2 separate regions of the Astyanax mexicanus genome follow, and region 2 is linked to region 1. The links are chromatin contacts, called in public Hi-C maps. All regions are on one chromosome and are shown on one strand. Each heading gives the region's core, a stretch centred on a gene start, on an enhancer-like site or on the middle of the called end of the contact. The rest is flanking DNA. Distances are from core to core; before and after follow the strand shown.

What was found. Hi-C and Micro-C count contacts between places; a contact is called where the count stands out from the background.
Region 2: a Hi-C map of blood shows a contact between it and region 1, with 3 times the contacts expected there. The contact joins two enhancer-like sites. A contact is called at or near these places in 2 of 3 Hi-C or Micro-C datasets (blood and muscle).

The regions. Positions count from the first base shown.
Region 1 is chr12:25,979,073-25,985,012 of AstMex3_surface, reverse strand. entpd4 (ectonucleoside triphosphate diphosphohydrolase 4) reads right to left here. Exons shown (of 13, transcript XM_007235229.4): 5 at 5,621-5,771; 6 at 5,427-5,530; 7 at 5,256-5,315; 8 at 2,726-2,856; 9 at 926-1,092; 10 at 400-724. Among protein-coding and RNA genes, the nearest start is that of entpd4, 6.3 kb to the right of the region's middle. Within about 2 kb of position 2,657, the one cell type or tissue checked has an H3K27ac peak away from gene starts, as active enhancers do.
Region 2 is chr12:26,061,055-26,066,994 of AstMex3_surface, reverse strand. It overlaps slc25a37 (solute carrier family 25 member 37), which reads right to left. Exons shown (of 4, transcript XM_007235226.4): 4 at 5,312-5,940. Among protein-coding and RNA genes, the nearest start is that of nkx3-1, 19 kb to the left of the region's middle. Within about 2 kb of position 3,619, the one cell type or tissue checked has an H3K27ac peak away from gene starts, as active enhancers do.

The sequences.
Region 1 (5,940 bases), core at 1,408-3,907:
TTTCAGTTTAGTTCACGCTTTGGCTGTTCAGAGGTGAGTATTATTGGTCTGTAATCTGTTGCCCTTTTCTTAACTGAGCTTTGCCCTCCTAGCGGCAAGACTTGCTGAATAAGAAGGGAAACATGGCAAAACCCCCCTTCCTAATAAGTGCCGCGCAGAATCCGCCTTATATTCCTGAGGCCTGTTTTAATTGCAAATAATGCACGTGTTTTTGCATTAGTGTGCCATCATATTACGATTATACTGTATTAGTGGCACAAATTTGTTTAAAATGACAATAATATTGTTTATCACACTTATTTATAGCACAATATATCACTTAGCCAAAAAAGTTATTGTGACAGGTAAGGTCAAACCGAGCTGTACTAAACTTTTAACCCACCAAAATACTGAGCCTACCTTAGCAGCCTTAGCATACTTTGTGGAGTTGTAGTTGCCCCCCATGCGCAGCACATCCTCTGTACAGTAGTAGAACTCAGAGAAGCCATAGAACTGGCTGTTGGTGAAGTCTATAGGGGGCTGGTAGACCCCGTTCAGTGATGTGCTGGTCTCGTTGGTGTGGTTAAGAAAAGGCTGGAGCAGCAAACGGCAACGATCGAAATCTCCGGTTCCACGGAGGTAAAGCCTCTGGCCAGTGGGACCCACCTCATCCTGGAGGTCAGTAGGCATACAGGGGTCAAGTAAAGGTGAGTCAGGGGTCTCACCACGATGCTGATCCAAGAGCCTGCAGAAAAAAAAAAAAGGCAGATAAGATCAGAAATATGCAATATAATTCTGCATTCAAGTGGTGGAGGAAACAGGGAAATACCATTTGCACTGTTTACATTTGTCTGTAAATTGCACTTAATTTATTTGTCAGAAAAATAATCTATGAATAAATAAAATTCCACAACTGTATTTTTATGTTGTCAGTAAACACTCTTACTTGTTCTGAAGGACAGTGTTGCTCACAAGCTGTTCCTCATATCTCTGTCGGGCAGCATTCCCACCGAACCCCAGAAAGGTTGAGACGTAAACACGGTAAACGTGTTCTGTACGATGAGCATCGCACCCCAGGTTAAACTCGGCCAGCAAGTTTTTCGCCACATCCTCCTGTAAATGCATATGGAAGCACACATGCGGGGAGATGGACACGTCTCAGCTTGCTTGGAGTCAGATAAAAATGCATTATAAAATCGCTTGCTGGGTTATTGTAGGCACACTACAAGCCATTAATCAGCAAAACAATGTAAAGCTTTAATAAGCAGCTTCACATGAGCCGTTTTATTGATTAGACGAACTCAATATAGAAATGTTTGGCATAAAACAGAGAAAACGTAAAGATAAATATATCTTGCCCTTCAGTCATGTAAAAAACAAAAAGACAATATCATTGAGAACCTTTGTCTTTTTAACATTTAAACAAATATGAGGTACTAAGATAAAAACACATTTTGCAGAAGACTAGAACATGGTTACCCTCTGCTGACACTGGCAGGTGACAGAGCGAATCTTTTCCTGTGGGAGGGGACCGATTTAAGAGCGAAGCTGAGATTTTCTTAACTTGAAATTAATTATGGCGCACTGAAGTGACTTTTTTCATATCCTGATCAGTGTAGTTCTAAATACAACAGATATGATTATAGCCATTGATTTTTCCTTTCCTATAATATATGATGCCTATTTGCTCAAATATTGGGGCAATTTGAAGAAAGATGAAGCATGAATTAACACAGCTGACAACTCGATATGTTAGACTTGAACAAGCATAAAACTGAAGAATAATCTTTTTATATATGGAAATGTTAAAATTCGAATGATTGTTAGTTTTTTTTTTATGTGTCACTACACTGTCACTAAAAGTAAAAATGTATATTAGTTAGGTAAATAGTAAATGGAAAATAAGCTAAAGCATCAGCCTATACATTTTTGGTCTGTATTGATTAGTTTAAATGCAAGACTTTATTATGAGATTTTTTTCCTTTTTCATCATTATTTATTTTTATTACTTTCTTATGCATGTATACATTTTGCAAAACAGAACTAAATCAAACCAAACTAAACAAACTTGGCATAATGTGAGCGAATTATCACCTGCCAGGGTGAATGTGGTATTATTAGGAGGTTTTTAGAGGACCCTCTCTTATTTAAAATTAAGACATTTAGATTGGGTTGAAAATTATATAAAAATATTAATATGTTTACAAAATGTTTAAAGATAAATTCAAAGGATGTCAATGGATGTCCTAATTTTTAAAACATGACCAAATATTAACAAAAGTTACCCTTCAGGAAGGGCCTTACGAATATGACTAAAACATCCTGTTCTTAGTTGATCAGGAAATGGAAAAAAAGTAAAGGAAAAGCAAAACTTACAGCCAAAGTTCTGGAAATAAGCCATGAAATCTCTCCCCATGTGCAATACCAAAAAGAAATCAAAACACCACAAACACACTACAAACATGCTGAACCAAAAAGCAGATCACTCCACAGTTTTCATTCTGTGCTCTTTTAGAAAATGATTAGGCCTAGTACCATCACACACAGTGGAGCCCCCATGCAGTCGGCTGAACTTAACACAGAGCCTCACTTCTATGGGCCTTTTCTGTCCATAGGGAAGGGCAAGGTAAGATAACCAGGTACCAGAGAGGTGAAAGGAAAGGGGGTGAGTGACCAAACCAAGCTTTTTGGCTTTAAGAATGGAAATTGTTTAGATAATAACCTGTTGTGGAGAAGCAAAGCTTACAGTTTTGGGCACTTCGTATGCTATCTGAGTGGAGACCCCGCCCATGTCCAGCACTCCAGCCGTGCGTCTGCGCACCAGCGTCTCCTGCTGGTCACCACCGGGAACCTGCACCTCCACAACAGCATCCTGATCTGTAAAGACAGAAGCAGGTCATAAAATATGAGAAGCAAAAAAGAAAATGATTTGACAATAATTATATAAATCAATTAATTTATAGAGCACTCGTCATACATGCAGCAGATAAAAACACTTGAAAAAAAAATGTAATTATTATATTGTTTTATAATGTTTCTTGAATGTGTGTATTAAACTGGGATTAATAGTAATGGAATGAAAAGGCTGAATAGTTAAAATCAAATAATGTCTAATTGATTTTAGATAGTTTTCCAATGTTTCCTCTAGAATTTCTTTCAGCAGCGATGACACTTTACTAGATTCCAAGAGACAAAACGGAGCCAAAAGGGCAAAAACAGACAGGAGGGCTCCCTATTTAAGGGCTGCAGGCTTGCATTATAATTGCAACTTCATGATGTTTCATAAAAATACATACATATTTTTTTCTTAAAAGGAACCACCACTAAAAACAATGTGTAGAATACTGTGCTCTTGTGGTATGTCTGCTAGGACGTTAAAAATGACCAATGTTCAATAAATATATTTATATTATTATTGTAGTTTTGTAAATGTTTTTGTTGTAAAGCAAGACAAAATACATTTAATACATTTGTTTTTTCAATTCATGCATTGGTAAAAAGTGGCAAAATAAACAAAAAACAGCTTTAAAAAAAAAAAAAAGTATTTTGGTATTAGGCCTTAAAACTTTTGCTTTGTCTATTTGGTGCATCACTACTAAATTCAGATTTAATTTTTGAGAAACAAAATTACAACTATCTATCAGGAAAAGTTTTCTAAAACAAGTATTCTTCCACTAATTACACTTACTAGAAAAATAAATAGTGAACATTACATGGTCAGAGTTCCAGAAAACTCCTTTAATATTCTTTAAAAACTGACAACATACCAAAAGTCATGAGACAGCATTATGTAGCAGTTTGAGTGGGGCCGAAAAGTGGGCGCCAGATGATTGTAACATTTCATCCATGAAGTTGTGCAGGCATTTTAGTTTCTTCAATCTGCAGTGTTGTGTGTACCAGGACTACATCATAGAAAGCATTATGAGCCACAGTGGCAGAAGCACAAGTGGGGGTGACCAGTGGATCGTGACCAGCAGAGTCTGGCTAGAATTGTCCATGCAAACAGATGAGATTCTGGCATAAATTACACCAGCATTCAATGCCGGAGACCTCACACACATAATAGTCCTATGTCCCATGACATTTGTCAAAAGTCAGTGTTCCTTAAAAGGTTTACACACACTTTTTTTATATCATTTTTTTTGCTATATCTGAAGAGTGCACATAGGCGCACTATGTGAAATCAGATCCTCCAATAAATAGCTTGGTTTAAAAAGAGCAATTAAGTCCATCTAAAAACAGACTGACTAATAACAGACACACTTTAAATAACAACAGTCACAATAAGGACAGTAATCCTCTAAAGTCTCTAAGCTTAGCAGCGAGCATTTAACATTTATAGAGAGGGGAAAAAACATCCTATAACATTAAGGCCAAGCAAATATTAAATCATGCTGACATTTAACTCTCCTACTCTTTAAATAAAACAGTAAACAGAAAGTAGACGTCTGTGAACAGTGACCTTGGATGCAGATGTGTTAAAGGCACTGAGCTAAGATAAGACCAGTGTTCCACACACACACACACACAGGGTTCTCACAACCCAAGACCAAAGTAAGAGTCATCATTACAAAAGATTTAAGAGTACAGGACATAGCAAATAAAAGGTGCTGCTACTGTAGCAATAGAAACCAGTTTTGTCACAATTAAATGTTCAAATCAAGAAATGTGTAAAGATGTGGACTATTTAAAAGTTAAATTTTACAATAGTATTTTTTTTATTTGTATTCCAAAGCCACAGCTAATGCAAACCAATTTTATGGAATTTGCAATGCTAACCCTAACCTTGTGATAACCACTGTTTTAGAAAAGATTTTCTTTTTTTCCTTTAATCAATGTTTTAATACAATTCAATAGGACAGCACAAGAATGGAAAAACCTACCATGATATTCTGTTATTGAATACTTATTGTGATATTTAATTTTTTTTATGTTTCCCTTTTGTATCAAGTAAGTTGTAGCGTGTCAGGTTAAATAACTGAACATCCTGTAATGCAACTACTGTGCATACATATATTGAGATGAAGTTACTGAACCACACAGTGCATCTCTAAACTCAGTAATAAATGTTTGAGAGCACAAGTGTATAATTAGTGTAGATTTAAAAGTTAAACATGTTCATTAATACATTTTTAAATGTCAAACAAAAGAAATACAAACCTACTGATACATTTAAATTATCTTATTAAAATACAATGAGCAGTAATGATACATCAAAATGTTGAACATTTCTGGTGCTTGCCCACTAATAACAAACAATAACAAATGACACTTACCATCATCTACATGATTAAACCTCCCCAGAACAAAGTTTATTCCAATCCATGCATACACACCTTTAAAAAATAAAAAGGGAAATTAATGCCTTTAGCAATAAACTCAAAACAGCTCTACCAAGCGTGATGACAGCTCAGTTTATCGCCAACAATGAATACAATCAGACTTACCCTCCTGCTTTCCTGAAATTACTTCCACATGAGAATCAGAGAAGAGAAAGTTGAAATTCACAGGAATGTCAGTCCGTAAGTCTTCCAACAGGGCCTCCTGCTGGCTGTAAGCAACAATAACGCATATTTAAGTTAATACTGTTAAAATAATATTCATTTCTTAGATGACATGCAAATCACAATTTAAAAAGTACCTTTCTGGCAGAACTCTCATGCCTGCAGTGCACAGTATATACAGTGGGGTTTCCTGGTGCTTGGCCTTGGGGATGTGTTGGGCAGCAAAGCTTAGCAGAGGATACATGTAGTCACTGGCTTTTCCTGGTGTGGTTGCATATTCAGAGATACCTGCACAAAATGTACACACACACACACACACACACACACACACACACACAAACACACACACAGTGAAGTTTTGATTTCAGCATTTGTTTCTTTGCTAGTGCTTATATATAAAGAGAGAGTTTAATTATATAGAAAGGTAAGAGAACCTGTTTAAAGCGGCAAGATCCCA
Region 2 (5,940 bases), core at 2,370-4,869, 81 kb before region 1:
GATAATAATACAAATATTTCTTAACATAAAAACCCTCTCATGTAAAAACATAAACTTAAATTCCTGTATGCTAAGATATCTTATTAACATCTTATGTCTCAAACTTTCCTGTCCTCTAGCAAAAGATATTTCATTCCTTTACCTCTATTGTGTTACTTAAAATGTGCGTAAAGATGTAAACTGATTAGCCGACGAGATTGGCCACAGTCTCAAGACCACCATGGCCTCGACTGAGACTTGGCAGAAAAGGGGGGTTTCTAAACACCAAGAACATGAAGAATGATCTTGTCCAGGAAGACTCACAAAAACACAGAGATCAGATCTTTTGGGATGCTAAGCTAACTGGGGCTTCTTGACATAAAAAATTGTGTTGTATTTAAAAAAAAAAAAAAAGATTCAGTGTCCATTTTAGCTATTTCTTTATTCATAAGAAATCAACTAACTAACATTACCAGCAAGCTAGCTAAACTATTAACATTTGCTAGATTAAACGAGCTAGCTAATGTTACCAGGGATAGAACTAAGGTTAGCGGAGAGTTAACCTTAGTTCTGGAAGGCCTAGATAGCAGGCAGTAAGTCAAAACTAGTCCAATGATGCACCCCCTCTCAAAGTCAAAGGACAGCTGGCAAGAGTGTCCTTGAGTGCATTGTAAAGGCATGTCTAGCAGTCATTGATCTCTCACCATAGGGCACACTACCCAAAAGCAGCCTGTAAGTATTCTTACAGGGCTGTGGGTGAGGCACTTCTTTTTGCCCTTGTTGCAGGACCCAGGGCCCTATCATACACCCTGTGCAAGATGCGTCGCTATGCCTATTGCTATCTTACACCCTTTCAATAGTCAACATAGTTTAGAAATAATACTACACTGATGGTGTGGTGGTCTGGAATTGAGGTGTGTTCAGGTAAATTTTTGGCGTGGTGGTGGGAAATACAGGTGCGCCACTGACTGATTAAAACCTTCACAACAGTCAACAGTCAGCCGCCCAATCCTATCTTGAAGGAGCACCATGCACGTTGTGTGCCCTCAGCTAGTGTACAAAGTGCAAAAAGGCAGTCGAAATATTAACATGCCAAAGTCAGAGCGCACCTGGCTTTTAAAGGAAATTAAACCTGGCACACGGATTGGTTTATTTCACATTATGCCCAGAACACACCAGATTAATTAAGAGAATTAGTAGATGCCATTTTGCTTGTTTCAAGCCCCAAATATTTTTTGGGACCTCACAATACCAAAGACACACAGACACACCCTATATCCAGCTGCATTTTGTGCAATTGAGCAGTGTGCTATAGATCGCTAAAATAGGGCCTCCCAGTGACTAATCAGACCACGCCTAAAATCATTAACATATCAGCTTGAGATATGTATAACTGCATGATGAGTTTTGTAGCAATCCACGTGTATTATATTGCCAATTTGATTTATTTTGTAGACACTTGTGTCTACTGTAGGAACGTGTTCATAAAGCCTCAAAATACTTATGTAAGCATCTCCTAGCAACTGAAATATGCTTGTCAAAAAGGCACATTTTGGAGCTCATTTCACTACAGATGCTGGTTGAAATATGCCTTTTGAAATATCTATGCAAGCTTGGGTCAGTTGTCATAAAAGGATTATAAACAGCACATACAGTTATTTAATGTAGCCTTACGAATGCTGCCCGCTTTAGTAAAGTGTTCTCAATTTACCTACGTTTCAGTGCTAAAGCAGGTTGCTGTGGCCTTTAACAGACTTTTTTTCTCTGCTGTGTATGACAGAGACACAGAGGCACAGTGTGTGTGTGTCATTTCAGGATCTTCCAATGGCGTTATCTGTAATCCTAGGGGCACAAAGTAGAGGGGTGATTCAGAGCTGATAGTGTGATTGCAGAGGGACATTATATGGAGGGTTTGGACAGAGAACTTTGGAAGTATCTGTCTTTATACCACCCAGATAAACTGCTGAACATCTCATCAGACAAGAAAAAACAACAACAACAACAACAAACAAAAGGCAGTGCAGTGTGTGGGGAGGGTGTACGTGTCGTGGGACATGTAGTTTAACATCACCGTGGAGAAACCGAAAAGAGGTTCATTATGGGTTATTATAGCGCGGAAGGTCTGGAGATGAAAACACGTTTTTAACAAAAGGGGAAAAAAGAATATTGTGGAACTACCATTTTACCCAAAAGAACCCATGGTACTCTATGTGTGATCCCTTAAATAAAAACAGTTAAGAAGTCAATATACATTTCAAGGTCCTGTATCTTTCAGTATTATACTATTTCAGTTCTCTTGTCATTTTTATTATTGTCCTAAATAAACAATGGAAATTACGATGAGGACATTAAAGGGTTAAACAGTATAAATAACACCTTATGATGGTTGTCATGAGCTTGAATAATGACGCCTAAATATTACAACCTTTCATTTAAATAGTTTTGACATGATTTCCAGAAGAAAAAATATATGAAATACCAGTTATGTGAGTGTTGTTGTATTATTTATGTTACACCAGGATTTAACCTTAAAATATTTACAGTCATGATACTTATTTATCACAATAAGAAAAACATGTGAACCAGCTGCTCAATTATTTCAACTGATTTAATTTTGAGTGTTCAAAAAACTCAGAACTGGGCTCCCTAAGGACCAGTTTGAGAACCACTGGTCTTTAAGGATCCAGTGGGAAAAGGTATCCTCAAGCTCCCATGTATGTCTTTTTTTTTTTAAATAAAAGGGACATAAACAAAATATAAATATAGAAAACACTTATATTACCCCTTAAGCTATAGAGGACAAATAAACAAATGGGCAAATGTTCAGAATATTCTAATCAGGTCCACTGGAGAATAAGCTACACCCTTTGAAATAAAGCCTTTATTGAGAAGGGGAGTCCTAATGAATGGGTTGGGTAATTGGCTGTGTAAATTAGGGAGAAAATGAAGAAAAAAATTTAAATAAAATTATAAACAAGAATATTTCTGGTTGGTTCTACTGCTGGACAGTATGATAAACTACCCTTTAAACCACTGCTAATTTTTAAACAGCCATTACAACGGTCTTGTTCTTTGTTTTTCATTAACAACCTGGATAAAATAAGTTATTTTTAAGCGGTTTTATTTTAGGAAGTATATTTTTACATAAGCCTATATACGAGGGCTACATGTGAAAACAAAATAAGGCAAAAATCCTAACAGTTCAACTAACGACACTTACAGCTATAGTATCTGATGAGGTATGGAACCGTGGTTTCAGCGAGTACACAGACTTTGGTCTGTGGCGCCCTCTACTGCTCTAGTGTTGCCGGCAATATGAAACCGTGCTACCCTACTGTTTCTAGTGTATATTTAAGGGTAAAAAAAGCCATATTAGAAAATGCTCCAGGCAGGTTCTGGGGGTTCTGTATTGTGTATTTTCTTTTTTTAATCTTTTGCCTGACTCTTTGTCCTGTGATCATGTTAATGTAAAGATGCTTTGTGCCAACACCAGTTGTAAAAAGCGCTGTACAAATACATTTGATTTGATTTGATTTGAATTATCATAAAAACATTTTTTTAAATGTGGGTCGGCGCATGCGCAGTGCCGGTAAGAAGCACAGTTGCCAAGCTCGCGGTTTTCCCGCCAAATTGGGGCTATTTGATCTAGGTGTGGCGGGGTGCGTTTTTTGTGCTATTTTTGCTAAAATTACCGCAGCCACCAAAAAAACGGGGTGTTCCCTGGGACGTTAGGTCAACTAAACATTCAAAGTCGAAAAGAGGAAGGAGGGAGGGAGAGAGAGACAGAGAGAGAATCACAGTGTAACCACATTCACAAGGCGATGAAAAAAATGTTAAAGAGTAGAGAAGAGAGTTCAGGAGGGGCACGGAGTAAGTAAAATTCATTTTTTGGTTAATTATGTTATCATAAGTCGTACTTTCATAGTTGTTTTGTCATTTGCTTCGCACGTGTGAGAGACATATATTTTTGGCTTATATTTTTGTAGGACCTGGCAACCCTGGTAAGAAGCATATATGGGTAGCATACCTCAACAGAACACCGGTCGCGGATATTTTTAGGTATGTCTTTGTACAGTTTAGAAATGTACCTAACGTAAGTTTCGTCTGAAAACAATGGAAGAGCAAGCATTCAATCAGAAATAGTTTCCCTGTTGTATCTGGGCAGAAAAAGCAAAGCGAGCTCTCAGATTGGTTCTCAATTTTTTTTTTTTTTTTTACATTAAATGTCACTTTAGGGTTTCAGGTGTCAATCAGTTAAAAAAAAAGTTGTACAATGGCGTGAAAAAGTATTTTCCCAATTTCTAAACAAGCTCTAATATCAGACAAAGATAAATATAAAAGCACTTTTTAAATGATAATTTAATTCAATAAAGGAAAACAAATATCCAAACCAATCTAGCCCTGTGTGAAAAGGTGTTTGCTCCACCCTTGTGTCACCCTTGACGGCAACTGCACTCAAGCTTTAGCAAAATCTGCCAATGTGTCTTTTACATTTCTGTGGAGGAATTTTGGCCGACTGTTCTTCGGAGAATCAGCCACATTAGAGGTTTTTCAAACAAGAATGTCCTGTTTAAGATCATCCACAGCATCTCAATCAGACTTTGACTAGGCCACTCTAAAACCTTTATTTAGTTTTTTTTAAGCCCTTTAAATGTTTGTGTTTTGGATCATTGTCCTGCTGCAGAACCCAAGTATACCTGAGCTTGAGGTCATGAACAGATATTCTCATTCAGGATTGTCTGATAAAAAGCAGAAGGCAAGTAAGACCTGCAGTTCTTTAAACGTTCTTGGTTCTATTGTGACCTCCTGGATAGGTTTGCATGCCCTTCTGAAGTAACTTTGGTAGGCTGGTGACTCCTGGGAAGGTTCACCAGTGTTCTGTGTTTTCTCCATTTGTGAATAATTATATTTATATTAACACATTATATTTGTCTAATATTAAAGTCCGTTTGATAAAATGAAAAATGTAAGTGTGACAAAAATGCAAACACACAAGAAATCTGTAGGGGGGCAAATACATTTCAAGCCACTGTACATTACGACAGCGTTTTAGGGTCACTTTTTTAAAATATATTTAACTGTTAACTCTGAGAATAAAGTCACAATATTACAAGATTAAAGTCATAATATTACAATAATAAAATTGTAATATTAAATGGTTGCACGAGTTTACTCTTTTACAATTAGAAATGACCATACGCACCTCCCTAAAAAGCCAGTAAACCAATCTGAACAATTTATTAAATAAAGAAATAAATGCACATAACTGTTCACACACAATATTACATTGAACAGTATTAGTCTAATGCAAAAAAAAAACAACTCAAAGCAGTTCAGTTAAATAACTTTTTTTATTTCAGCTCCAGTGTTACAAACTGTAGCAGCATTTTCACAAATCAATCAACATTTTGCTTCTACATTGTGTTCTCCGTTGTAAAGTATCTTTAGTACTCTAGATGGCACTGTGTGTTTAATGTTCCTTCTGGTATTGTGCGCAGAGAAAGCAGCTGTATCTAATGTTTGGAAATCTCTTCAGTGGTGGGGACTATGGTTCAGTTGCTAATAGGAACGAAACTGGGACAGAAAGACATTAATGTGTACTTTCCTACAGAAAATATCGTAGTTAGTAGTAGTGGCGTTTAACACAAGAAAGAGAAGAGCCAAAGAGAATCACAATGATTAAACATGGGTTAGTCAACACATGCCGCTGACTAGCCTAAAGCAGTCTGACAGCAGATATAATATAAAAGTGATAAACGTGTAGAGCAAGAAATAATTAGGGTTTGTGCAGTTATTACAATAAATTATACAGCCATTCTTAGGCATACTCCTCCAGGCATACCCATGTTATATGGGCTAAAAAGCAGCTGTATAGCTAAAAGCAGATGTATGGCTTCATGGCCACTATACATTTAGCTAAATGCAAGTCCACAAACAAACACACACACAAAAAGCAATTTC